Linked DNA regions of Astyanax mexicanus: region 2 is linked to region 1. Evidence: chromatin contacts called from public Hi-C data. All regions are on one chromosome and are shown on one strand. The core of a region is the stretch at or near the end of the contact, and the rest is flanking DNA. Distances in the headings are between cores, read along the strand shown.

Region 1 (3,067 bases), core at 249-2,748:
CGAAGTTCACACTTTTTTGACACAGGCCTTGTCCCTTTTAAGTAGTGTGTTGTAGCCCGCACTGCGTTCTCTCTATTGCCCCAAAAACCAGCACTGTAGAGGAAAGCATATCATCCTGCAGGCCTGCCTGTGCTGGCTCAATCAATCTGATAAAGAAATTAAATGGATTGCACTCCACAAGCAATGCTTAGACCCATTTCACTGAGTAGGATGAAGCCAGCCAGCCATTATTTTATGGATCCCCTGAAGTGCTGTGTTAGAGATTTAGCTTTTGGATATATATGCTTAGAGGTGGACCAGAGGTCTGCAGTGGTAAATAACACCTAAGCCTTCTCAAGCAGTGCATTTTTTTTTCATAACACACACACACACACACACACACACGTACAATTCAGTGTCATTGTTCCTGTATTAGCCAATATAAAAAAGTATGATTTCACAATTGAAGAGACAATATCGCAGAATAAAATGGTATGAATCTTGCAACATCTTTATCGTTCGGTGTAAGGTGGCCACAATGATGAATGATGATTTTTTTTTTATCTTTCTTATCTTGATGTTACAATACAATCAACCATGTTATTTAATAATATCACAAGTTTTTGTATTGGTTCATTCAAACTGTAACCAGGACAATGTAAAAATATCCAGCACCAAATACAAAGCAACTTTATTCATTAATTTAAACTGTTTTTTTTGTTAAATATTGGCATGTATATATATTTTTTTACTTTTTTTATTAACAAACTACTGTACACACACAGCTGCAAGCTGCCTTTATATGTGCTCCGTTGTTCAACAGTTTCTTGCAAACTTTCACAAAGAGCATGATCTGCAATAATCTTTAAAAGAATGTAAATTAGTTGCATCAATCTTGCATTAGTCTTGTAAATAGTAATCCTGTCAGATTTTCAGTATTTGGGAGCAATAATAAATAAAAAAATTATTTACATATAAACTAATGCCAAATGTGTAAATATTATAACTTTTATTTCCACAGCCAATTTTTTTTTAAAAGCCTTTAAGTATATGGCGTTCATACGTGGCCCACCACATTTCTTTAATGAGTGCTCTCCTGTCCATAAATATAATGATGCTGAGAGGTGCCCCACCATCTATCTCCATGTGAAGTCCATGCTGTGCCTGGGGCGATTCATGCAGCCTATAGACTGACTGGGAACGCAGTGCAACGCAGGCCAGAGAGAGTGACGCATTGCAGGTACAAACGCACCAATCACGAGCGGCTCCCGCTCACTACAGCGCGCTGTGCGGCGCGGGGCGAATCACGCACTAGCAGAAAGTATTCCTCCGCCGGCAGCTAGTCCCGACGCGTAGAAGCAAAAACAAGCCAGATTTTAATACTTTAATCACGTTTTATATGTTGTGCGACTAAAGTGAACTCCTGTGCATTTTTATCAAAGCTCGAATTATGAAAATCGCAGGCGGTTTCGGATATCCGCCGTGCTCCAGTGGAGAGTGCGCCGGCGGACGGAGCGAGAAGGGGGCGGAGTTTCAGAGCGAGCATTAAAGGCGCGTCCAACCGTCTTGTAGTGCATCCTGTTTGTTTGCCAGCTGAGGAGTGTTATAGCTACTTGTGGAGCTACATTTGCCTAAAACAGCGAGATGGTGAGTCAGAATGGATTAAAATGGTTACTAAAATATTATTTAATAGAGAATAGCTTTGTATTCAGTGTGGTTTTGAGCTGCGTGCGCTTTGTGCTGGTGACAGGGGCTCGTTTTCCCGCTCAGACTGGAGGGGTGCTGCATTCTGCAGAGCACCATTCATTTACGGCGGGGACGTGTTGCGCACATTTCTGTAGTAAATACACGGCTATTATTAGCTAAAACGTGCTTAAACATAGCGTTAGAGCTTTAGTTTTTAATGTATGGTCTGTGTAGCCTTGTAATTTAGAGTTTTGTCTAATGTTTAAACGCGAATACGTAGCTTAACCTAGATGAGATATACAGTAGCTAGGTTATTCAGGTTAGCTAGTTATAGTTAGTAACGTTAATCTGGGTTGGGTTGCCTAGCTATTAACTAACTTAGCTGCACTGCAGTATGAGCTAACTAGTACTGGGTTGTGCCTGTGCTGTTTTAGCTACAAATGGCCTCTTCTTTATTGCTCTAGCTTGTTATAGTCAGTGAACTAGGTTAGCTGATTAACTAACACTTTCCTCTTGTTCTTCTTCCTCTGGGCGGTTGAACTGGACCTTCTCTAGCTCGCTGTAGCTCTAGATTATGACGCATTTTCTCCATAGTCTGGCTGTGGCTCTCTCGCATGGGCAGACCGAGCTCCCCTCAGTGTGGTAACCTAGGTTTGTAATTATTTGTAGTTATTTATGTTAAAGCCCCTCTGAATTATATGGTCACACGTTAGTTGACCTAACGCTCGTGGTTTTATAACGTGGCTAGGTTAAATATATGGAGGGTTGTGGAGAAGAGATAACGCTGGAGGAGCGCTGAAGTGCTGCTGCGCCACAGGCTGCGGTAGAGGGTGTTCTCGCGGGTTCCTCGCCCTGCGGCGGAGCTCCAGCTCGCCGGCTCCGTCAGACTGGAGCAGCATCGTGTGTCTGATTCTGAATGGTGGATTGCAGCTAATGCAGTTACATGATCTTCTGTCTTTTTCTCTCTTTGTGTTTCCGCAGGCTGACCAGCTGACAGAGGAGCAGATTGCCGGTAAGACTTGCTGCTCCGTCCGCTGGCACGTGGCTGGTGGTGTGGATTCCCGTGGTTTTCCAACCCCCACCCCTAGCTACCCCTCTGGGCTGGATTTATATTTTTCCCTTTTATGGCATATGCGCCCTAAGCTGCGCTGGGAAAGGCAATCCCCAATGAATGGACGCTTGTGGCAGCTTTAAAACTGAGAAAGGAGTCATTGACACTAGTTTGCATTTTATTGCCAGCGGTTTAGCTTGTTAACTTGCTTTTTAAATTGAGCACACACTGGACTGGTGGAGAGAGAGAGAGAAAGAGAGAGAGAGAGCTGATAACGTGTCTGAGCAACTTAACCTAGCTAGGGTGTGTCCACTCACTGCTGGGCTTTTACATCTGTAGGTCTGGCTTAGC
Region 2 (3,067 bases), core at 290-2,789, 61 kb after region 1:
TATGGGTTATTTATCAGCATAAGTAGTTGTGATGATTGCATTGTTGTTTTATCATCTCTTCATATAGATTAATATGTAATATACTGCTTTCATGAAACACAAATTAAGAATTATTAACATTTTGTATTGAGATTTATTCAATATGATTTGTATTGTATATGTCTGTTATGTGAAAATCACTATAAAATACATTATTAGTTGTAATAAATCACAATAAACACCTTTGTTAAGACTGATGCAGTCATTGGTTATAGCAGTTTTTTTACTGACATGAAATAATAATAACTGGCAGCACTTTAATACAAGTGGGATCTAGACAGTGCCAGGTATATTGCTTTATGTGAGTTTACTGAGTTAATAGAAGTTCAATAAATCATTAATACATATATTCAGTTCAGCATCAATCAGCAGTTGACTGTAAAAAGTAATGAAACTAACATCTGCCTAATGAAGCTTTAATAATTAGCCAGACGTGTCAAATTCAGGCTTTAGGAAATGTTAACAAATGTTAATAGGTCTCTTATTTGTGTTCTTTTTTTTAATGATCTAAATGAATGCAAACAACATTTTTTCACTGTTGGAGTTCGTGGTAGTTCCAGAAGATCTCATTCACCAACATATAACACTTAGGGCCCTATTTTAGCAATCTATAGTGCGTAATGTGAAATAAAAAATGATCAGTGTGCCAGTTCTCATTTCCTTTGAGAGCCAGGTGTGCTCGCACTTTTGCGTGTTGATGTCTTAACAGTGCGGCACTTTAGCAGAGGATTCTAACCTGCACATTCACGCTGTCATTTAGGGAAACAGCAATGTTATTTTATTCTTTATTCTGTTTATTGTTGATGAACAAAGGCTGTTTATTTCTGTGTATAATTAGCGGGGATGTACATTTGCTGAGCACACGCAAAGTGCACAATATTCCTGCATGGCTAAATTAGGTATAGAAGGGTGACTGTTGTCAGGGGTTTAATCAGTCAGTGGCGCACCTGTATTTCCTACCACCAAGATAGAAACACGCCAGGAATGTACCTGAACACACCTTCCTTCCAGACCACCACGCCCATCATTGCAGATATATTCATAAATTCTGATGCTATTTTAACGGTGTGGACACAAGATGTTAAAAAAGGCTGTTGACTGGGTTTAAGTTAGCAACAAGCATCGTGATGTGCATTGCGAAGGGTGTACGATAAAACTGTGTGTAATTACAGTACATTATTCATTATTCAATCGCTTATTGGTGTTCTTAAAAACTTTAAATGTATATTAAATAAAATATCTTAAATACTTTTGGATGTGTCATTTATAATATTGAAGTAAATACTGTAAAAAAACTATTCATATGACAAATAATTCCAACTTTTTAAATGATGGAGTATTTAAAGACTGCATCAACCCGTCCCCAGTCCAGCAGTGAGAGGACTCAGATGCCACGATTGGCCTTTCTAAATAAGGCCCTCTCTCTCCAATGCAGAGCGGGTGTCTCTGAGCTTAGCTACTACTGCAGCTACACACACAGCAGTTATACTTATCCTCCCAGACACACACATACACACACACGCACACACACACACAGACACTTGCAGGTCAAGAGATTACAGCACCAAACAGGCCGTGCTCATGCGCAGTGTACAACTGTAGCTGATGGGTCGGTCAAGGGCACACACAAGAAGACGTGTTTCTCAGATGTTCCCACTGTGTTTTTTAAAGTGTATAGTGTGTTTCATTTGCCATAAAAGGTGAAGGGAAGCTCTGGATAAATCGGTGTAATCATGCAGTAATCATTTATCTAAACAAACTTGTTTCACTGCTTAAATTGTGTGTTTTTAAAAGTAGAATCAGAAAATTGATTAGAAGTGTGTGTATTCTGACTAGAACCAGTTCTGAATGTGTGTTATGTAAATAAGGGACACTTTTAATATATTTAAAAGATTGTGTGATCATATCTAATACAGTCCCAGTCAAGAGGTTTTTTTTTTTCCAACAGTTGTAAGTTAAATCTGAGGTCATCTAGATTATGAAGGAACACATGGAATCAGGGAGTAAACTTAAAATTGTTAAACAAACCAAAATACTCTGTGAAGCAGTTAGGTGCTCTTATCTGGGGAGGTGTTAACTTGCAGTTTCTGAGGCTGGTAATGCTGATGAACTTATTTTGTGATCATCATATCCAGAGGTAACACTTGGTCTTGCTTTTCTGATGAGAGCCAGTTTTATCATAACATTCTTGATGTTTTTTGAGACTGCACTTGAGGATACTTTCAGTTCTTAAAATGTTTTTTTGACTTAATTGACTGACTTTCACTACTTTAGTATTTTTTACTTCACTTAGTCGAGTAGTTTTTGCCATAATATAGATTAGAACATAATTTCAATGGAGATATTCACTGTATACCAACTCTACCTCTTCACAACTTTACAACTTATGCTCTCAAACACATTAAGAGTCAAGAAATGTAAGTAATTATCTCTTCATAATTTCAGCACAGCTGTTAATTGAAAGCCATTCCAATTGACTCTACCTCATAAAACTGACTGAGAAAATGCTAAGCAAGGGTGACACACTCTAAAATACAAACAAATTATGGATTGTTTAACATTTTTTTTGCTTATCAAATAAACCTTATTAACCCTATTCTTCATAGTTTGGATGACTTAAGTATTAATCTATAACGCAGAACATTTTAAAATAATTAATAAAAAAGGTTTGTCCAAACTTTTGACTGGTACTGTATACTGTATGTTTCATGTATTTTTTATACCCTGTGCACACAATTATTGCCAAAGACTTCTATGTATCTGCTAATCACTTCTATGTATCTGCTAATCACTAAAATGACATTAATAATGCACATAGCAGGACAAAATAATGTAAGGCACACTATTTTTAGATCATTTTCAGTTTAATGTTGCTCAGGTTAATTGCTGATAACAGAAACAGTGGAAGTCAAATTCAGGTCTAAAAGATATCAGAGGTTACTTCTTGAAGTAATTCAATAAATATAAATTAACACAGTTGTTCTTCAATAGTCTTGCAGGAAGTCTTAGCAGAATCAAATAGTATTAG

What was found. A called contact is a pair of places that touch in the nucleus more often than the background predicts.
Region 2: a contact with region 1 is called in a Hi-C map of muscle, with 10 times the contacts expected there. The contact joins the enhancer-like site here to the promoter of calm2a in region 1. A contact is called at or near these places in 2 of 3 Hi-C or Micro-C datasets (both in muscle).

Annotation. Positions count from the first base shown.
Region 1 is chr7:21,027,191-21,030,257 of AstMex3_surface, forward strand. calm2a (calmodulin 2a (phosphorylase kinase, delta)) reads left to right here and starts at 1,499. Exons shown (of 6, transcript XM_007255786.4): 1 at 1,499-1,626; 2 at 2,647-2,677. The coding sequence starts at 1,624.
Region 2 is chr7:21,088,157-21,091,223 of AstMex3_surface, forward strand. The region is part of intron 16 of ttc7a (tetratricopeptide repeat domain 7A); the gene reads right to left. Among protein-coding and RNA genes, the nearest start is that of ttc7a, 50 kb to the right of the region's middle. Within about 2 kb of position 1,540, the one cell type or tissue checked has an H3K27ac peak away from gene starts, as active enhancers do.